2 separate regions of the Rattus norvegicus genome follow, and region 2 is linked to region 1. A link is a contact called in public Hi-C data. All regions are on one chromosome and are shown on one strand. The core of a region is the stretch at or near the end of the contact, and the rest is flanking DNA. Distances in the headings are between cores, read along the strand shown.

What was found. Hi-C and Micro-C count contacts between places; a contact is called where the count stands out from the background.
Region 2: a contact with region 1 is called in a Hi-C map of the Rat2 cell line, with 2.3 times the contacts expected there. The contact joins the promoter of Tuba1c here to the enhancer-like site in region 1. A contact is called at or near these places in 2 of 12 Hi-C or Micro-C datasets (the Rat2 cell line and Schwann cells).

Annotation. Positions count from the first base shown.
Region 1 is chr7:132,028,543-132,034,997 of GRCr8, forward strand. It overlaps LOC120093830 (a long non-coding RNA gene), which reads right to left and starts at 6,207. Exons shown (of 3, transcript XR_010053087.1): 1 at 4,217-6,207; 2 at 3,878-4,021; 3 at 1-3,086. It also overlaps a transcript of Tuba1c not described here. Within about 2 kb of position 2,604, at least 17 of the 93 cell types and tissues checked have an H3K27ac peak or open chromatin away from gene starts, as enhancers often do.
Region 2 is chr7:132,067,500-132,073,954 of GRCr8, forward strand. It overlaps Tuba1c (tubulin, alpha 1C), which reads left to right and starts at 3,485. Exons shown (of 4, transcript NM_001011995.1): 1 at 3,485-3,569. The coding sequence starts at 3,567.

The DNA of each region.
Region 1 (6,455 bases), core at 1,354-3,853:
TCTGCCTGGGGTTGGGGATTTAGCTCAGTGGTAGAGTGCTTGCCTAGCAAGCGCAAGGCCCTGGGTTCGGTCCCCAGCTCCGGAAAAAAAAAAAAAAAAAGTCTGCCTATCCCTCTCAGCTCAGAGAGATTTCTCTAACCCACAGAACCTGTTTTTAGGGTGTGTGTGTGTGTGTGTGTGTGTGTGTGTGTGTGTGTGTGTGTGAACTCATCCCAGCCAGCCCCAAACTGAAATTCCAATTCAACAAAAAAAGACGACTTCAGCTGTCAAGAGCTGGAGCCACATGTGAATTTTGGTCTGAGTCAGGCAGCAGATGGGCCAAGTGTTCCGGGGAATGTGACAGAGCCCGAGGCCTGAGCCAAGCCCCTTTGCCTTAATTCCAGGCTTAGCTCAGAGAGAAACAATTCGGAATGGCTTTCTTTTAAAGGGACAATGTTAAAATATTCTTTTGGTTTTGTGTGTTATTTATTGACTTGGGGTATTAGGGGTTGAAGTCTGTAGCATGCACTGCAAAAGCTCTACCTTTTTTTTTTTCTATTGTTTCTTTGACAGGGTTTTTACCTTGTAACCAGGGTGGCCTTGAACATGACACCCTACTGCTTTGGCGACCAGAGTGCTAAGTGTGCCCCACCATGCCCAGGTTAGATTACTTTTATAAGAAAACCAACTAATTATGTGAAAACAGTGTGCTAAAAAAAGCCCCCTTTTTACACTGAAAGAGATTTCTCTTCTTCCTTCTCCTTTCTAGCCTGGGCCCCCCAGAAAGGATTTCTTTGTGTAGCCCTGGCTGTTCCTAAACCCACAGAGAGTCATTGTCTCTGCCTCCTGACACTGAAGAGATTTCTTAGCAGACAAATTTCTCTGATGGTGTGTGATAAGTTAATTCTCTGCTGCTTGTGAACTGAGCCAGTTCAAGCCAGATTAGGTTATACTGAAGGCAGGTTTATTAGGGGGAACTCGCTGGCCCCAAGCACTAAAGCCAGGGGAGTTGCCAAGGGGAGAGAAGGGGGAGAGGGAGAAGGAAAGAGAGAAAGAGAGAGAGCACAAAATGTTTGGACTATATAGGGAAGAGTCCTTGGGGAAGGGCAGCCCAACCCCTGGGCTGGAAAGTTTAGGGTTGGGGGCAGGGTATGCCAGGTAGGGACTGAGGAATGCTGGGAGAACCTGGAGGGCTGGTCTACTTTGGTATGTAAAATATGCAGCTCAGTGCCTTGTCTTGGGGTCTGAAACCGAACAGTGTATAGTTGTTGAGTTAAGCAGTTGGACACTAGCAACACCACTGTTATAAGGTGCATAGGTTGATAAACCATTGCCTCAGTCCCTCTATATTCCAAAGAAACTGGTAAAAGAAAGTACATTTAATAATAGTTTGGCCAAAACAGAGAGACTTCTCTCCTCCCCATGTTACAGGTTAGCAGAAAAAAAAAACGGGCCTCACATCTACATGCCTTACACATGTTAGCTTTCTGTCTAGGCTCTGCCCCAGTTATCTGGTTACAGCAGTTATGCCTGTCACTATAAAAGGGGCCGCTTGCCCCCTCTTGCTCTCTTACCCTCTTTCTCCCCTTTGTCCCTTCTCTCCCCATTCCCTTCCCCACCCCCGAACTCCTACATGCTCATAGCCGGCTTCTACTACTTTTCTCTCTCTCTCTCTCTTTCTCTGCCCCTACTACCCTTTCAACCCCCCTCCCCGTGCCCTGAATGAATTCTCTTCTATACTATACGGGTCGTGTGGCTGGTCTCTCAGGGCAAGGGATGACTCAGCATGAGCCCGCAGGTTAGCAGAAACCCTTCCCCAACACCTCACCACACCTCCATAGAACATATCCCCCTCTCTTTATCTTTTTATCAACACATCACCACAGCCCTGCAGTGATACAAGAACTTACGATCTGAGAATGGATTCTTTTTAGAGTTAAAAAACAACATCAACAACAAACCAAGGCGGACCAGTTATAAGTTTCAGCAGCTCCAGGGTGGGCCGAAAGGAAACTAATAACAATAAAAAGCCCATGTCGTTTGTGTCAGGTCGGACATGGGGAACAAGGAGCCACGTGGTGCTCTGGAGACTTTAGAGAAAGGAGGGAAACGCAGGGGGGGTGTGGGGGGCAGTGTGAAGCAAAACGTGCTTAGAAAAGAGAAGAGCAGGAGAAGTTACGTTTTTCTGAATAATTCAGAATAGTACCTGGCTGTGGTTCCACAGCCCTGCAAGCTGCTGCACTAGGGGTGGATTCTGGGAAGAAAATATAGTGTCTCATTAAAGAACTGTTAAATTACGATGTGAGTCTCTTTATCATGGTCTAAGGAGGCCTAGTGATGGCCCCTTGGCTAAAAGACAGACTCCACCTAACTGAAAGATTGAGCCTCTGTGTTAGCATTCTGTCTAAGCTCCATCCCCACAGCTACCTGGCAACAGCCAGGTATGCTCCGCCCCAGTTGCCTGGCAACAGCCAGGTATGCCTGACTCTATATAAGGGGCTACTTGGCCACTCCTCTTGCCCTCTTCCCCTTCATCCCTTCTCTCTCCATCCTCCCCTCCCCTCTTCCCTCCACGTGCCCATGGCCGGCCTCCTTGCTTCTCCCCTTTTCTACTCTTCTTCTCTCTTTAAGCCTTTCCACATGGAATCATGTTGGTTTGGGGTGCTTTGTCCGAATGTGGGCCTAGGTCAGATATTTCACCAGCTCTTTGCTCTAACACCCACCTCTTACACAAACAATAGCAGTAAATACAATTTAAAAAAATGCAAAGAGGGGTTGGGGATTTAGCTCAGTGGTAGAGAAGGCCCTGGGTTCAGTCCTTAGCTGGGGGGGGGGGGGGAGGCAAAGATCGTTTGTTTTGAAAGAGAAAATGACCGGTGTTTCAGTGCCACACCCAGTCCGCACTGCAGACTTCTTCCCAGTGTAACAGTTTTTTCCTCCGAGGTTACCTCAGGCTCTGCACACTGAGTTTGCAAATGAAAAAACGGCAAAGGGTGGGATGGCCGAAGAGAGGGAGGGCTCTGGCGACTCTTTCCCGATTCAGCTTCAGTTTAGGATCTGGACCGAGTTGCCTCTTCCTGAGGGTGGTCTTTGTGTTTTATTTCATTCTGAGGAGAAAGGACTCACTTATGAGATTTTGCTTGGAAGCTCAGATCAAAAATTTTAAAAGATGGGAGTGTTGCTGACTTAGAGTGCAATAACTGAAGGAGAAAAGCAAAACTCAGCAGGTTAGAATTCTAAATATAGCTGGACCTTGCTTTTCACAGTTCTGGGCTCCGGAAGATTCAAGGCTCAGATAGTAGGGGCGAGGAATTTATTTTGCCACCTCCTCCTAAGAGAGGGAAGCAGCTGGTGGAAGAGGGGGAGGAACAGGTGAGAAGCCGGGAGGGGGAGGAAGAGAGAGAGAGAGCATTCTCTATAACAAAAAGCCCATTCCCCTTTCCTCCTCAGAAGTGCTTGGCTTTGTGAGACCTGCCTTTCTCTGCGGAGTGTCTCCACGGGAGGCTTCAGCCGTGCCTTTGGCTCTATAGTCCTTGACCGAGGGAGATGTAAGCCTGCATTGTATTAACTTTTTCTGCTTCTCTGCTTGCATATCTTCTGGCTGAAGGACACTTACGTACAGTACTGGGAGGCATTCTCCTCCTCCCTCTCTGCAGATAAACAAATCTCAAACATCTTCCAGGATCTGCCTGATTCACTAAAACTTACTAAATACCCCCCTTTGTGCTCAAAACAAAGAACCCCTAGTGCTCATCTGGTTGGATCCGGATTGTGAGGGCTTGGAGCCCAGGCACCTATGGGACCTACTAACCCAGCTTTCTTTCTCTTGCTATTGAGCTCCTAATTCAGGTTTTTCTGGCACTGCTGTTGTGAACAAGAGCCTATAGTTAATGCTTACCGATGGGCTGCGCCGAGAATCTCAGTCTTCAGGTCAAACAGGGACCCAGGAAATAGCATTCCTTTTACATCTCCTGCAGTGAACTTTCATACACTGGGCGTGGAGATACATGCCTTTCATCTCCAGAGGCAGGAGGATAAAGCTCTATGGATTAAATGCCATCCAGTGTTACTTGATAAGACCTCTCTCAAATAAACAAAAATCATCTAAATATATACATGGTGCATTTTGATTATTGTTATTGCCCAGTTTCTCTGTTTCCCTCCCACCTCTAGAACCTCCTACTGGTTCTGTTTTGTTCCCCGCTGAGCTAGCCAGGGCTCCTTTGTGACCACAGACCGTTTGCTACCGCATGGATACAGGATGAAGACAATGCCTGTCCCTCCCAGAGTCCCATCAGAGGGGTTCGGAGTTTAGGTCGGAAGTGTGGCCACGAGGGCCTTCCGGGATCTCTGATAGATCTCTGACAGCCATCTGCATAATTTCAGGGGCAAGTGTGCTATGAAATCGCCCATCTGTGGGTCTTCATTCTCTTAACAAGAAGTCAGACAAAGTTACGAAAGATTCTTAAGCAATCGCTGTGAGTGGAAGGGACTAAGGAAGACCTAATCACTGAATAATGAGAACGCAGGGTTGTCCATGAGACAGCACCTGCTGCCTAATGAGAGGCAGCACAGTAAGAGCTGCCTTAGCATCATCCTGCTGGCTTCCCGGCAACCAGGCAGGCTGAAGAGCAGATAGCGATCCGTCATCTTTCTGCCGGCTTCAGCCATAGGAGGAAAAGGTGGTACCACAATCCTCTCTTCCAGTGGATGACGACGACGTGTTCTAAGGAGATGGGTGCAGAGGCTCTTGCCAAATGAGGGGAGAGAAAACGGAAGTGGGGAGAGGAGGCGGGACTCCAGAAACCTCACTGCAATCTTCCTAGAATAAAATTATCAGGCAGAAATGACTAGCGCATCTACCTTTAAAACGCAACCCCCTGCTCATATTTAAAGCCTGCCTTATAGCCTCTTTAATAATTGGCAAGTCCCTTTGAGACAGGATAAAATAAAAGTGCACCCCTATTAGGTTCTGTTTTCCATTCTCCACTAGAGTGGTCTAAAGTGACAACGTTATACAAATCAAATTCACCCCTTTTAGCTTTAGGAACCATTAAAACCGCTAAAAAACCCTCAGGGAGATTGTCTTCCCTGACTATAGCAGGCATCGAACCTTCTCGTCCCGGCAGAGGGACGGCTCAAGCTATGTCCCTGGCTCCTAAAGTCCTTGTGAGCTCTCTGGAATGTGCAGGGTCCACGCCCTGCGGGCCCAGCTCTCTGTCGCCTTTGACCAGCAGGCGGCGCTGTCCCGGCGCTGCGGCCACCGCCCGGCTTCCTCCGTGGCCATTTCCGTCGCAGCGGATGAGCTCACCGCCGCCACGCCTTGGAAGTCACCCTGGGCGATTGCTTAGGTTTTTGGACCTCCATGGCTCATTTTTAAGTAACATTTTTTTTCTTGCTTTTAACGTTTCATACATTTACACGCCGTGCATTGATCATAGCCCAGAATTCGATCGCTGCGCTGTATCCTCAACGCCATCGAGCTCCCGTGGCAATTTCTACTGTTTGAAAACGTGGGCAGGCCAAAGGGCTCAGTGGAGAAAAGCGCTTGCAGTTCAGGTCCTGCTCACTGAGAGTAATCCTGGAACACACTTGGAAACCACGACACCGCAATCAGTGGTGCTTTGCCCTGCACACGTGTTCCCACTCAAATACTTAGGACTGGAGCGACGGCTCGGTAGTAAAGAGCGCGTACTGATCTCGGAGAGGACGAGGTCCGGCTCCATAGCCCCCACATTCTCGCTGCTCACAACTGCCTGTTACTCCAGTTCTAAGAGATCGGGTGACTTCAAACCTCTATGCAGGTGGTGCACATAAACTCACACAGCTACATGTGGTACGTGTACATGAAGATAATAAATAAATCCTCTTTTCTTTTTACAAAAGTGGGAAGCCTAATGAACAAATATTCCTTAAATTTTTTTTAATATTCCTTAAAAAAAAACCTGCATTTTTTTTGTTTTAGTCGACTTTTTTAAAGACCTCAACTTTAATTCCACCAATTCTTATAAAAAGGGCCTCTGACACGACAAAGGAGGCTTTATATGATGAAAAGGAAGATATCTCTTTTAACTCTTGGGTTTTTTTTTTTCCCCAGTCTTCTGCAAGCATGGCGTACACAAGAACTGGAGAAAATTCAGCTGTGGCGCCATCTGCTGGACACTGATATGCCGAAAGAACTTGCAGGTCGAACTTGTAAGGCGTCGCGGTTATCAGTGAAAACCTTGCTTTTTTGCCCAGGAAATAGCTCCAAGGTAACATTTACACGCTGTCTGCTCATCCAAAAACAAATTAATAATAATAACAATAACAACAACAACAACAACAATAATAAATTTATCCGGGAAGTTGTAGCGCATGCTTTTAATTCTAGTACTTCGGAGTTTGAGGCTAGCCTGGTCTAAAAGTGAGTTCTAGGACAGCTAAGGCTACACAGATAAACGCTGTCTTCAAAATACAAAACAAAAACAACCCCT
Region 2 (6,455 bases), core at 2,235-4,734, 40 kb after region 1:
CCTCAGGAGCCGAGCAGCTGACACAGTATCCCCTGCACCTCGGGATGGTGGCCAGGAGGGTGTGTGACTGCAGCCTACGCTTAGGTCTGTGGATGAGCGAATGCAACTCAGCCTGATCTTGGTGGGGTCGCAGCTGCTCTGTTGAGAGTGGAACAGCTCCGCACAGAAGGCAGCAGCAAAGCGGCAACTTCAGGAATATCACAGACAGTACTGCTGAGAATCGTAGCTGTAGCCCTCTTGAGCAGCCTGATCCTACTCTAGGACTGTGATTTTTGCCTTTTTAGTTACATCTCTTAAAAAAAGTGTTTTATTTTATATGAGTACATTGGTGCTGTCCTCAGACACACCAGAAGAGGGCATCAGATCCCATTACAGATGGTTGTGAGCCACCATGTGGTTGCTGGGAATTGAACTCAGGACCTCTGGAAGAGCACCCAGTGCTCTTAACCGCTGAGCCATTTCTCCAGCCATTTTGGTTTCTTTTTAAACTTTTCTCTTCCCTAATATTGCCTGTGTTTCAGTTTATATAAAGATTTTATTTTGTGTGCGGGTGTTCTGCCTGCACGTTTATGTACTGTGTGCATGCAGTGACCGGAGGCCAGCAGAGGGAGTTGAGTTCCCTGGAACTTGAGTTACAGACTGTAGCTCGTGGGTTCTGTGCCTCAAACTTGCGTCCTCCGGAAGAGGTGGTGGTGTTAACTGCTGAGCCGTTTCTCTAGCCCCTTACATATGTACTAAAACTGAAACGTGCACAAACTTCCTTTCCACCCCTTCACTGGGAACTAAACTCAATCTATCACAAATGCTAGGAAAGCCCTCTACCCCGGAGCTGCACACCTCTATGCAGATGAAGTCTCCCAAATTATTGAGGCTGACTTCAAATGTGTGACCTTCTGCTTCAGCCTCCTCAGCATACTGTAGCTCCTCACTGCATCATTTCTACCCCTCTGGTCCTCCCAAGAACACCACAGGCTTCACATAACTGGAAGCTTTTGCTCCAATGACTGCCATGTCTATTCCTTTTTGTTTGTTTTGAGGCAGGGTCTCAGTGTAGTCCTGACTGTCCTAGAACTCATTCTGTAGACCAGGCTGGCCTTGGACTCTGGGGTTTGCCTGCCTCTGCCTCCAGAGTGCTGGGATTAAAGCTGCATACCACCACACTGAGTTTCCCTGGCCTATTCTTCTGTCTGATTGTCCCCATATTCACGGTTTAAGTTTTAATTCAAATCTTACACAACACAAATAATACTGCTACTTTTAATTTTTTTACTTTTTTATTTATTTAGTGTGTGTGTGTGTGTTTGCTATGTGTGGAGGTCAGAGGACAACTTTCAGGTATTACAGGATATTTGATTATTGTACATAGAAAACCTAATTGTTAGCAACATATAAAAGCTTAACCAGATAATTGCATTTGTCAGGTGCAGTTAAGTGTGTGCCTATGGAGGCACAGTTTGGGTGTGCCTCTAAGAGCCTCATTAGATAAGAATTTGAAAGAATGGAAAGTTCTTGTTAATTTTAAGGCAACTTGCTTGGGAGAGTCTCTCTCTCTCTCTGTCTCTGTCTCTCTCTCTTTCTTTCTCAGCTTGTAAGAGCCTTCTCTATGGAAGGAGCTACATGTAAGAGATAGGGTTTTCTCTTTGGGTTGCAGGAACGACAGAGAAGCATTTGACTGCACACAGGTAAAACAATATTCTAGGGAAGAGAGCTAAGGAGTTCTCGAGTTTAGAGGAGCTCAAGAAAAAGGTAGACTAGCTCTGTAGAATGACTCAGAAAAACTGCTAAAGAGCTAGCAGTTTAGTTGTAGAATTAGGCTTGTGAATAGATATTTTGTCGATAGATAAGAAATAAAGTTACCTTGCAGGGCTGGCAGGCCTTTACCTTTAGTTTATGCCTCCAGTGTCTTTATTGGTACAAAGATTAGCTCATTTAAGTGGTTAAAATTGGTTTTCTTCTGGGAGTCAAACTTGGTTCTTGGCAAATAAATAAATAAGATTAACTTATTATGTATACAGTATTTTGACTGAATATATGCCTATACACCAGAAGAGGGCGCCAAGATAACATCACAGATGGTTGTGAGCCATCATGTAGTTACTGGGACTTGAACTCAGGACCTCTGGAAGAGCAGCCAATGCTCCTAACCGCTGAGCCACCTCTCCAGCTCTCCACCTCAATTTTTAAAAACAAGATTCTTCACTGAACTCTGATACTGTAAGAGCAGCTGGCCCGTGAGCTCCAGACTCTTCCTGTCTCTCTCCTCAGCATGAGGACTACAGGCAAGCGCCACTACAGCTCCTTACACGTTCTCAGGGAGCCATCTATCTCCTTAGCAGGGCTGGATGGCACTTCTGAGAAATCTGCTTTGCGGAGTTGTTCAGACAAGTCTGTTTAGCGTAGGTCAGTGCTGCAGAAGTCCAACTTCTCCCACAATGGAGACGCTTACCTAATTTGTTTCCCTGAACTCTCATCTCCTCATGATTTTTAAGATGGGGACAACAACCACCGGGCTCTTGGACCAGATAGAATGTGGTACCACAGTGTGGACATTCAATTCTGCATCCCACAGAATCAGAGAAAGGGATTAGTGTGGATCGTTTGAGGCCAGTTTGAGCACTGCAACGGGAACCCATCTTTGAGGTGGGGGGGGAATGAAGTTACAAGTTCCTTTCATAATGGATCGTATCTACCAGGGTAAGGCTCTTAAAACCCGAATGTTCACTTAAAGGGGAGCTGAGGCAGACTCTGCCTTCAAAAATAAAAGGGCGCTGGGGATACGCGGGTAGATTGATATCCTCAGGACTTGGGGTGGGAGAAGAGAGGAAGGAGGGAAGGGCTAGCCTTCTAGAGGGTAGGAGTAAAAAGTGCTTAGGACCCGCTGGCGGGTATTGAGACCTAGGTTAGGAAAGATTGCCTTCAGGAGCTGCAGCCTGATGATGCTGTAACCGGCTTTGGCCTCGGCTAACTTCAGCTCCACCCTTCCCACTGTGCCGTCAAGTTAACTGGGCGTTTCCATCCTAGCCCCCTGAAGCGGTCGCAGTCACCACCCAGCCGGCAGCCGCAGGTCACCCGGTCACCTCTCAGGCTCACTCTTCCCGGCTCCAAGACCTGGGTGGGGCGACCGAGCCACAAGTGCCGTGGCGACCAGCTGTGAGTCCCCGGGGGCCGATCCAGGCCGCCCCCCTCTACCTGGGACTTTCTTCCGGTCAGAGCTCCACAAAGATCTCGCTGTCCTCCAACTTCCAATCGCCTTCTCCACCTCCTTCCCCGCCCCACCTGGCCCTGGCGTGGATCCTGGGTGTCTCCTCCCCTTCCCACTTCCAGCTCCTTCTACGGAGTTTGATTTGAACTTTCGAACTCGCCAATCATCGGCCTCCGTGCGGCCCGGGGCGGGGTCCGGTGTCCGTCCTCCCGACGCGTGGCCCGGCCAGGGTATATAAGCACTCTCCGGGAGGCGGACCTCACACAGCTTCTCCCCCGGACTCCTTGGTAGTCTGCTAGTGGGAGACCTTCGTCACCCCCCTCTTCACTTCCTCAGTTTTCGCGGACCACTTCAAGGACTAAATATGGTAAGTGTGGCTTTGGGGCAGCGGCGAGGTCGTCTGAAGGGACCGCGGGAGCTGAGGACTGCCCGGGAGACCGTACCTGCCCTAGCCCCCGACGGCCGCCTCCAGTTAAACTGGCTTCTGGCGACCAGGGTTTGAGAGCCCAAGTCCATCAAACTAGTGTCGCTTTAGGCTAGAAGACTCGTCCCGGTACCTCTGTCTCGATCGTACTGGGAGAGCATCCCGTCTAGGCCGCCAGTCGCTCTCGGAAAGACAGAGAACTTTCACAATGACCGCAAGAGTTTGCAGAAACTAAAAGCTCTTCATTTTCTCAAATGCTGTCGCTCTCTCAGCTGGGATAACCAGAGGACCTCGTGCGCTGCGGACAGGGCTGAGCAAATACTTCCGGGCACCGTCTCCACGCCCTGTGACTCGCTGCTGAGTCACCTGTGGCCAGTCCCGGGACCTTCCAGCTGTGTACCTGGGAAGGCGAGCTCCTCCGTAGGAGGGGAATAATGGACGTCAGATCCCCTAGGCCAGTCTAGTTTCTAGTGTGTTAGTTCAGTGGCATGAAAAATGTCTATAAAGATTTTTTTCTATAAAGTTAAACTACCAACAGCATTCCGTCCCCCCCCCCCCCCCCCATAAAGGGTTTCTCTGTGTAGCCCTGGCTGTCATGGAACTCACTGTGTAGACTAGGATGGCCTCCAGCTCGGAGATCCGCCTGCCTCTGCCTCCCGAGCTGGGGTTAAACGCAAGCCTAATTTTGGTTTTTGAGTGTCTTATGAAGCTCATGCCGGCCTTGAAATCACTATGTGGCCAAGCATGACCTTTCATTAAAATTAGGATCCTTCTGTCTCCACCACCAAGGCCTAGGATTACTCACCCTGGCTAACAATGCATTAGTTCAGTTTTCTCGGGACAGTGGCTGGGCTCTGGAGGCAGAGGCAGGCGAATCCTCTGAGTTCAGGTAAGCCAGGGGTACATAGTGAGACTCAGCACAGCTTGGAGGGAGCAGCTAGTTCTCTAATCTTTGGAGGCTGAGACAGGGGGATTGTTCATGAGTTTGGGGCTTCTCAGGCTCCCCGGTGAGTCCCAGGCTAGTGTGGGCTACAGAGTGACTAATTTTGGTAAAAGGCCCCTCCTTGCTAAATAAGTTTAATTATTTGGAAGACCATGTACTTAGCGTAGAAGCTACTGGGTTTTCATCAGAAGAGAAGGAAACAAAATCAGACACATGGTCAGCTGCCAATAGAAATGTAAAAGAAAACCCCATCCCGGCATAGGGCGTAGTTTCACAATCCAAGCTAACTCCATTGATCACCTTTTGACTTAGCAGCTCCTTCCCACTTGTTTCTTATGAAACAGTCAAGGTCGTCTCCCCACACCAGAGGGTTCAGCTGTTCCAGAGCAGCCCAGGGATAGTGAAAATAAGGAGCAATCATTTAAGATCTATGGAAGCTTTGGGGAGGTGGGGTATACAGTCCTCACGTAGCCCAAGCTGCCTCTAAGGATCTGAGTTGTGGATGACCTTGAACTGCTGATCTCCTACCTCCTACACTAGGACCGGGAGCCTGAGCCACCATTTTGTGTGGTGTCGGGATGGAGCACAGAACTTCACACATGCTACACAAGACCTCTCCCCACTGAGCTAAATCCACAGCCCAAAGGCTGTTGTTGCCTTCTGTTTCACTCGCTTTTGTGAGTGTACTTTGAGGTGGTTGGTGTGCTTTCGGGGGCAGGAGAGGACAGTTTTCCTCAGAGTTGAACTCCGAGTTCAGGCTCAGTGGTAAGCTTTTTCCAGGTGAGCCTACTGGCCTCCCACACTCCGGGAGACTTTCAAAATTGTATTCTGAAAGAGGGATTCGGTGAGTATGAGTAACCGGACCTTAATTACAAAAGTGTAACAACGACTCTGTAGTTACAAAAGTGTAACAACCGACTCTGAGGTTACAAAAGTGTAACAACCGGCTTGCTTTTGATCAAGCAAACCCACAAAGATACAGTTCAGAAAAGCCCCAGGCTCACCTATTAGGCAAGCGTGGGCTTAAGTGTATGGTTTCGCTACACAAGCAAGCCTCTTATCCAGTTGAGGCTAGACTAAATGATTCATGTGTGCCTCTTGACTTTTCCTTCTTAGCTGCCAGGAGTGGGTTTGTGAAATCTTAAAGATTTCACATTTATCAAGTGGATGCATGTGTGCCACGGCATGCCTGTGGGAATGAGACAACTTGGGAAGTTGGTTCCCTCTTTCTTTACACTAAGGTCCCTTAGATTGAACTCAGGTCATCAGGCTTGGCAGAAATCGACCTTAACTCTTCTTTCAAGCCATCTTGCCAGCACAACAAAGCCGTTTAGAACCAGAAATTGGGGGACCAAAAGGCTACAGTTGAAGTGCCTCGTTAGAATCAATGGGCCTCAGACACTGCTTCCCTGGGCCTTGTGCCTCTGTCTAGCTTCTGGGGACTGGAGGTTCTAAAGTCCAGGTAAAGGTCACTTGAACCAGAGCTGCCCCTCCCCCACAGTCCTCAGGGCAGGAGACCCTGAGCTCACCGATGTGGTCAGAACCCTTGATTGTTTTATGGGAAACACAGAGGGACGGGTCAAAGGTTGTGAGGAATGGCTTCTTGTTTGATTACTCTGGCCTGAGAAGCTTCTCCTTAGAAAACCTGGGTGTTGAATGAGTTTCCTACCAAGGACTTTTAAAAGCCTGAGAGACTTTACTACTTAAGGAGAATAGCAACAGTTGGAGACTTTTTATGTCAAATTTGAAGGAAGGTTTTGCTGCCAAATTCAAAGTGCTCACCTCACACTGAATTATGAATGCTGGGGTTTCACTGGGGGGTATGGTGAATCCTGTGGGTTCAGCATCTGCACTCATTGGACCAATCAGGAATGGTAACTTTGGTA